Regions from separate parts of the Mus musculus genome. Here region 2 is linked to region 1. A link is a contact called in public HiChIP or PLAC-seq data. All regions are on one chromosome and are shown on one strand. The core of a region is the stretch at or near the end of the contact, and the rest is flanking DNA. Distances in the headings are between cores, read along the strand shown. Region 1 holds the start of Rbp2 (retinol binding protein 2, cellular). Region 2 holds the start of Mras (muscle and microspikes RAS).

What was found. HiChIP or PLAC-seq counts read pairs in DNA pulled down with a chosen protein or histone mark.
Region 2: a FOXA1 HiChIP or PLAC-seq map of pancreatic cancer cells shows a contact between it and region 1. The contact joins the promoter of Mras here to the promoter of Rbp2 in region 1.

Annotation. Positions count from the first base shown.
Region 1 is chr9:98,488,428-98,492,716 of GRCm38.p6, forward strand. It overlaps Rbp2 (retinol binding protein 2, cellular), which reads left to right and starts at 2,110. Exons shown (of 4, transcript NM_009034.4): 1 at 2,110-2,255. The coding sequence starts at 2,183.
Region 2 is chr9:99,434,676-99,438,964 of GRCm38.p6, forward strand. Mras (muscle and microspikes RAS) reads right to left here and starts at 2,037. Exons shown (of 6, transcript NM_008624.3): 1 at 1,635-2,037.

The sequences.
Region 1 (4,289 bases), core at 860-3,359:
TTGTTTTTACCTACTTAGGTTTTTTCCCCTCTGAGTTTTCACCATGATATCTTCTGTGTTAGTACTGTTGTCTTGCTTTCTCTTGCTATGATAAAAGAGTCTGACCAAAAGCAACTTGAGGTGTATTTGGCTTACACGTCCCTATTACAGCTCATCAATGAGAAAAGCCAGGGCAAAACTCAAGGCAGGAATCTAGAGGTAGGAACTGAAGCAGAGAACATGTGGAACACTGCTTACTGGCTTGCTCTCCATGGCTTTGTCAGACTGCTTCCTTATACAACCCAGGACCACCTGGTCATGAGTGGCACATCCACAGAGGACTGGGCCTTCCCATAATCAATAATTTATATAGAAAATGCCCTACATACTTGCCCACAGGATAATCTGTTAGAGGCAATTTCTCAACTGAGGTTCCTATCCAGGATTGGGTCAAATTGACAAAAACTAAGCAGTGTATGTAGCCTCTGAGTAAAGTTCTCAGCCCTTCTACTTTACAGATACTTTCTTTAGCTGTATTTAATAAACTATTTAGACAACCTCTTGCCTTTTTAACTTTAGCAACTATATATTTTAAATATTTTCTGTATTTTATATTACATGTGTGCCTGAGTGTAGCTATGCACAGTCCCTAGCAACCATAGTTTTAATTTTTAAATTACTAACAACATTTTTTGAGGCAGAATCTCACTGTGTAACTCTGGCTAACCTGGAACTTGCTAGTAGACCAGGTTGGCCTGGAACTCATAGATATCCACCTGTCACCTTCTGCATGCTGGGATTAAAGGCATGGACCACTACACCTGGCAGTAATTCTCGTTTTTAAAAAATATCACTTTGTGCCTTTTAAAGTTTGGGGGTGATTTTTGAATTTCCTTATTGATTTTAAATCTGTCTCCTGATTGCTCTCTGGAACTCCTGGAAACCTGTCTGCTTCTGGGGCTGCTTGTTCTTGGCAATCAGCTTCACCGTGTTTTCTGGTCCTGAACCTATTGTTGCTATGTCTTTACCACAGAGAACTCTGTCTGGCCTGGCTTGAATGTGTGCTTCCAGGTAATTTTACACTTGCTGAATCCCTTAGGTTAGCCCAGAAATCTAAATTCAAAGTCTAGACCCAGGCCAAAGTGGAGGACTTCTTTCGACCCACGCAGTGTCCAAGCTAAAGACACGGGCTTTCTTTGTTTCACTGTTATTTTGACTCGTGTGCAACTTCACTGAAGCAATGGGCCCCTCAAGAGACTAGGTTTCCTGTCTGTTTCCCCTTCTTGTCTTATATCAGCACCAACAGCTCTTTCTCTCTATGCCCATTTACACCCAGGCTTCCTGCTCACCACAATTAATAGCCCTTCTTATCTTCAGCCCCACCCCACCAGGCCAGCTTGCCTTATATTCTTGCATGCAAGACCTGTGGGGTTTGGGGGGACTGTTTTAAAGTGCTTAAATCTGAATGTGGAAGGCAAGTGATGAATCCCCAAAGGTCCTTTCTGTCCCATTCTGCTGTCACAGGTCACAGTTCATTTTCCAGGTTCTGTTTTTACAAGTCACCCTTGGGCTTATCATTTAACTTCCCTGAGCCTTGTAGACCTGGAGAGAGAGAGAGAGAGAGAGAGAGAGAGAGAGAGAGAGAGAGAGAGAGAGTCAGGAGGTGGGGAGGGCTGTTAAATACAACCCACAGAGCTTTTGTGAACTGAGACAAAATGAAGTTCAAGTGTGGCCTGGCACAAGAACAGTTCCTCAGATGTAAAAACCCACCATCAGCTTCACTGGCCAAATCAATGCTGGTTATGTGATAGGCAAGCCTGGCTCCGGTGTCCTGCAGAACGTGTGGGACAAATACTGAGTGTTTGTTTTCCTTAGGAACTGTATGGAATGTTCTGTGTGAGGCCAGGATCTCTGTGGGAGGCCAGTCAGCCTAAAATGAGCTGCTCCAAGGCAGTGTGTCATGGAGATCACAGGGACACGCAGACCTGGCAACGGCAGGACTTTGTGCCTGGACTGCCCACAGACCTGTTGAACTTTGCAAAGGCAAGGGCAGTTCCTTTGAGCTGGGCTTATGACCTTTGACTCTATTATCTTTATATACCTGGTCCACTAAGCTATAAAAGCAGTAACATTTAGCATAGTCTCCCTGCAGCCTGTTCCTTCACAGTCACCGAACGTCCACATCAAACCAGAGGCCACCATCATGACGAAGGACCAAAATGGAACCTGGGAAATGGAGAGTAATGAGAACTTTGAAGGCTACATGAAGGCCCTAGGTAAGAGATGAAGGGGATGGGGAGACAAGGGACATTAAGAAGACAGTAGACTGGTCCTTGAGGAGGTGCTAGTTTGGGATTCACCAGAGCTGTGTGCAAACCCTCTCTCCAGAGTTGTAGCAGGGCAGAGTCAGTTAAGTCCCGGGAACTCTCTGAGGCTGTTTTTCTACCTAGAAATGATAAGTGTGATGAGGTTAGAATGTTCTTTGCACGGTGCGTGGCTGACAGAAAACACTGAACGGAGAATGCATATACATGTGTACATGTGTTCCCACACAGTACATGCATACACACACCACGACAGATATAGTCTGCCCTGAGAGGACAACAGAATCACTCTCCTGCCTTGTCATCACCATCTCACAGGTAACCCATTGAGTTAGACATCGCCACCAATGAATAACTCCTGCTTGAGTTTTCCTCAGCCTTCACATAGAAAGCACCGAAGGACCAGCCATCCAATTCGCTACCTAGAGACATTCAAGCTCTCAGAGTTCTGAGGGGGGCTTTTGTCACAGGACTCAAATCACCCACTGCTTATTCAAGTTCTGCACTGGGCTCCAGGCCAAGGGTTGCTAATTTGTTTATGTCCCGAGTCAATGACGGGGCAGGTCTGTAGGTCTCACCTGGTGTTGGCAGAAACATGTGATTTGGGCTGTACTTGGAAGAAGATGGAGTGAGTCGCCACAGGGGACCTCCAAAGAATGGCAGCAACCAGGCACTGGACAAGGAGCTTAGCTACTGAACTTCTTTACTGCAACAGCACACTGGTCACCTTTTCTACATTGAAATTCCCCACATCCAGAGTGACATCCCTGAATGTTGGGGAGCCATACAAGCATGAGAGAAATGACTGCATATGGCCACAGATAATTTGAATATGGTGGTGAGAAGCATCTATAAGAATGGACTTGTAGGGTCTTTTTCTGCAACTAAAGAAAGACAGACAAAAATCCTCTCATTAGAGCCCCACCTACTAGGGTTAAGATACCAAATCAATTTGGAAGGGGGTGTAACAGAACCTAGGCAAAAAGGAACTATTCCTGCCACACTCCTGTCTAGCAACATGAGTGGCTAATGGAAATGGATTTCAGAACCCACATATGTAGTCAATTAGAGCATAGTTCAGAACCATAATTTTGAACATTATCACATTGATAAGGTAAGTAAACACAGAGTGAGTACAGCCTGTGCCATGCCCAAGACTTCCTCTGTGAGGTGGGATCCAGTTCTTAGCATTTCAGGGCCTTAATTTTTCCACCTGCCAAATAGGGATAATGACACTACAATACAAATTGCTGTTTCTCTAATGGTGCTGGGTACAGCTGTGATTCTGAACAACGGAAATTCGTATCACATGGGCTATTTGGAGGCATCATGGTTTCATACATGTGCTAGACAACCCAGGCACATAAATGATTATCAGAAAGCAACTTGCCTTGTGCTGTTTGCTTAAATGATACCAATTCCAGGGCCAGCAAGATGGCCTAGTGAGTAAAATCTCTGGGTACACAAGCCCCAGGACCTGACTTTAATCCCTGAAACCCATAATGGAAAGAAAAACACCAACTCAAAACCTATCTCCTGACTTCCCCATACACACCATAGCACGTGCATGCCACCAACTCCCACACCTACCACCCATGCACATACACACAACGATAACACTCCACAAAAATAGTTCCTAGTTGACTTTAGAGATAACATCCAGGTCCACTTTAGTGTCTGGCCCCTTGGATAGACTCCCAAAGGCCAACGCCTCAGTCTGAAGGTGGAAGGCAAACATTGCCATCCTCCACTGAGGCTATTATCTCACCTCGAGAAACCCTCTCTCTACCTCTGGCTTCCTCTTTTACACAAGCTTGCACTTCAGTGGCCATAAGGAACTTACAAGTTGTGACTGTGACGTTTAGATATGTCTGGGTTGATGTGCCTAGTCCTTAACATCTGTTGCTTGCTGTCTCTTTGAGCTTTAGGAATAGTGTGCCCTCGAGCATCATGTTAGACTGATTTCACTCTAAGGAGCAGACTAAT
Region 2 (4,289 bases), core at 787-3,286, 950 kb after region 1:
TGTCACTGTATACAAACAGTATGAAACATCTGGGCCTAAAACTAGTAATAAAAGTTCCATTTGTCACTCACCTCCCCCAAATCTTATAAATGCAGCCAAGGCGAGTGGTATGTATCTTTAATCCCAGCACTCAGGAGGCAGAGGTCAGAAGATCTCTGTGAGTGGCAGACCAGAGAACACAGTAGGTTGCAGGCCAGCCACGGCTATGGAAATTGCTTTAGACAGGAGCAAGGCCCACTGCTCTAGAGGGTAGTCAGTCACCTGCCTCCCCAGAGGGCCTTTCCTCTCCATAAGGAAATGTCAAGGTCACATCTGGGGGTGGCAGTTTCCACCAGAACATTGGACTTGCTTAACCTCCCACTACAAAGAGACCAACCTTGAAACCCACTGCAACAGAGCCCCCACACCTCCCACCGGGCCAGAGAAAGGCCAAACCATGCCATGAAACGCAGTCGGCGAGGCTAACTGCCTGCAGGGTACTATGAGCACACACACACACACACACACACACACACACACACACACACACACACATCCCCGAAGAAACACCACGGCCTGAAACATTTTCAGCCCCAGTCAGCAGGGACATGCAATTTACAGGAAATAAGAAGGTTTACGGAATGTTAGCAGCTCAGATTTCTTCTCTGGGAAAAGGGGCAGGAGAAAGTCTACGAACTGCTTCAGTGAAAGTGCTTTGTTCACAGCTGAGCCCTTACATGCGTCAGTTGTTAATATACATAGCTGCCACCCCACACTTCAACCCACCACTGCAGGACGTGCGGACTGGTACACTAGGAATGTACAGTGCAGGCTGCACAAGCCTTAAACGTCAGCATCTTAGAGCCTCACTCACAACAGGCCAGAACAGACACGGGGTCAAAAGCACAGGCATAGGCACAGTCCTGGGTAGGTTAACGTCCCACTTCTCCCATCTTTCTGGAGGCGTCCTGTCTGAAGATAGGCAAATTCCCATCAAGTACCAGGGCTTTGTAAGCTTTGCTTTAAGCATTCTCCGCTCACTCCTCGGCCAGCCAGACCTCTGGAGGCCACAGTTTTGAGCGTCATCAGTCAGTCTCTATAATTTGGTCCAGAGAATCAAAAACACCATTGTAGCCCAAGAAGGTTCCCCACCATCAGGAGCTGCCCCAGCGCTCAGGTCAGAGTTCAGGTGACACGGTCTTTGTCCTATTCTCCAGACTGCACTCCGTCCCCAAGGCACCTCAGCTTTGCAGGGGGTTCTACCGTAATGTCAAGGGCCCACTCTGCTCTTCTGAACAGTCGTCTCTCTGACCTAACCCTGGCGTAGGGGCACTTGAGCTCTCCCACTGACCACACTAGACTGTCATTCAGTTTGTGCCCTGCTTTCCAAGCAGAACAGGATTTGGCATGGAGCCTGACACATGATGGGCACCGGGCCGCATCAGTTTAACGAGCGCAGGCCCCAGTGGTGACCAGAGAGCCAGCCCAGCAACCCGAACCCAGGACGCAGTGAAGAGTTGTTTATGAAGAAAGCGGTTTTGTATTATCCACATGAATGTACCACCTCTCCGTAGATCTTTAACCTGATTTACGCCATTTTAAGCCAGGAGAGCCCCTACCCGACCCCGCCGCCCACCTCCCTGCCGAGTCCTTACCCGGGCAGCCGAGGAACCCCAGGATGACTACAATCAAAGGAGTCTGTCTAAGCGGCGGCTAGGCCCTTCCCACTTGGGTCGGAGTGGTGAGCGACTTCTCCGCTGCACACCGTTAAGCCAGAGCCGGTGGTAGGGGGCAGAGGCCACGCACAGCCGGAGCCCGCTGCCCGGGTGCAGCCGGGTGCAGCGCAGCGCAGCCCGGCGAACGCGGAACCGGCCACACCTCCAGCCCCGGAACGGAACAAAGCGCCCGGCGGCCTCCTCCCCTCAGGGTTGCCGGGCGGCTCGCCGCGCGCTCCCGCCGGGGCTGGGCTCCCGCCCTGGGCCACCGCCTCCTCGCTCGCACCGGGAGGAGGGAGCGCCGCGCCCGCCGGGCCCCGCGCCGCCGACTGACGGCTCCGCGCCAGCCAGCCCGGCCGCCGCCGTCCCCGCCCCGCTGACGCCTTAAAGCGACCGCGCACCCCGCGCCTCGGGAGCCTTCCGAGTGGCTGCGACGACCCCCAAACGGCACCACTGTGGGCATTGGGACAGCTGGCACCGGGCAAGGGTCCCCTCGCCTCCACTCACTCACCACACGGATCTGCAGTCTGTGAGCCGCCGATAAGCCTAGGACACCTAAGGGGAATTGGCCCCGGGCGGCTTTAAAAGAGCTGTAGGTTCAATCTTTAACTCTTCGGGCTGCCAACTTCGGGACCTGCGGACGCCTCCCCAGTCCTTAGAAGAGTCCCGTCGCTTCAACCACGTCCCGAGGACCCCAAGATTCCGAGGGCCTGCTGCTTGCTTTAGCTAGGTGCCAGATTCAGGCCTCAAAGTTCTTGAGAATTAGCCAGCGACCTGGATAGGAGGCGGCGGCGACGTTCGCACACCATTTAGCTCTTCCATTGGGTTGGAGTCATTCCCTACTCCCTATCCCCGGCTTTCCCTTTTACAAGACTTGAGATATGATCACATAACGCTGAGTATATGCTTTTAAAGGCGTACGTTTCAGTGGGGTTTTGGTATAACAAAGTTGTGCGACCATAGTTATTTATCTAATTCCAGAACATTCGGGTCACTACTCCTTTCCCCAATAAATTAAAAGAAAAAACCTCTGTGGGTAACCTCTCCCCATTCTTCCCCCCTCCCAGGCTCTGGAACCCTCTAATCTGCATTTCAGCCTCGGTGGATTTGCCTATTCAGAACATTCTATATAAATGGAGTCATACAACATGTGGTCTCTGTGACTGGCTTCTTCCACGGTGTGTGCAGACTGGATGCACGTGGTTCCGCGTAGCCACACCTCGGCCAGACTCATCTCCCACTGTGTGTATAGGAAGCATTTGTTTAGCCTTTCCTCAGTCGATGCTTACCTACTTTCCCCCTTTCTCTCGGTGTGAATAAAGTGCTAGTGTTAAAAGTCTTTATGTAAATACTGTGATTCCTCTTGGATACATACACCTCCAGCGGAATTGCCGGGTTGACTGGGGAACTCTTTCGGGGGCATATATCTGTTTCCAACGCAGCCATAGCATGTTACACTGGCACCACTCACGTGTGTGCGGGGACATAAGCATGCACCTGTGCATGCGTACAGTTGTGAGGACAGGACAACAGTGGGTGTTACCTTTCGGGTGCCTGTCACCATTTTGCTTTATTTTGATCTTTGGTTGGGGTGTGGTTGTTGTTGTTGTTTCTTTTGAGGAGTCTCATTGGCCTTGAACGGCTGAGTAGGTAGAGCTACAAGCCTAGGGGACCTCAACTTCTGCCTCCCTTCCCAGGTAGGGAGGCCAAGACTTTAGACACAGCCTTTGTTTCCATTCTTGTTCTTGCCAACACTTGTAATTGTGTGTCTTTCAGATAATTGCTTCCCTAGTTGGGAGTGAAGTGGCCTTTTGTTCTACATCTCAAAGCTTCTCTCTCTCTCTCTCTCTCTCTCTCTCTCTCTCTATCATTTTTGAGGACATTCTTTTGCAAATGAGCCTTGAAGTCTTGGACCTAGCTTTACTTGTAGCTTTACTTATACGGGACTGCCTGCTATTTTGAGTGCTTCTCCACACCCCTGGCCTCAGGGAACTTCAAAGCTCTGTATCTTGCAAACCTGAGATTCTGCCTAAGGCTGTTTGCCATTGGCCTTCTAGCCACCACCCGTTTAAGGAGAGGCCAGACTCCTATCTAGCGTTATCAAAGCCCAGGTGGCTTTCAAGAGTCCCAGGGCAGAGAACATACTATATGCTACTGAAGGCGTCTTTCACTGGCTGTAGGGAGTGAACGGAGTAAGGAGAGGGGCCTTGAAGATCAGAAGTCCCTCCACCTTGGCTGTCTGGATCCTGCCCTGGCACTGTCTTTTTCTCTCATTTTTGTTTACCACAGACCTCAGGGAAGGTGGGCAGAGGGCATTTCATAAGAGTGTAGCTATAGCTACCCTGTTTCCATACAGAAATCCTTCTCACGTCTGGGCTTCATCATTAAATTCCTGAGCTTTCAGGCCATTGCTCGGGATGGATATCTCATTTAGGCTGTCCCCCCACCCCACGCCACCCTACCCCACCCCACAACCCACCCCACGCCTGCCTACCCCATCCCTTGAGCCCTGAAATAAAGCTGTGGTGAACAGTCTTTTAAAAGCAGGACGACTGAGCAGCAAAAGCAAGTTCTCCCAGTTCACTGGGGATGGGG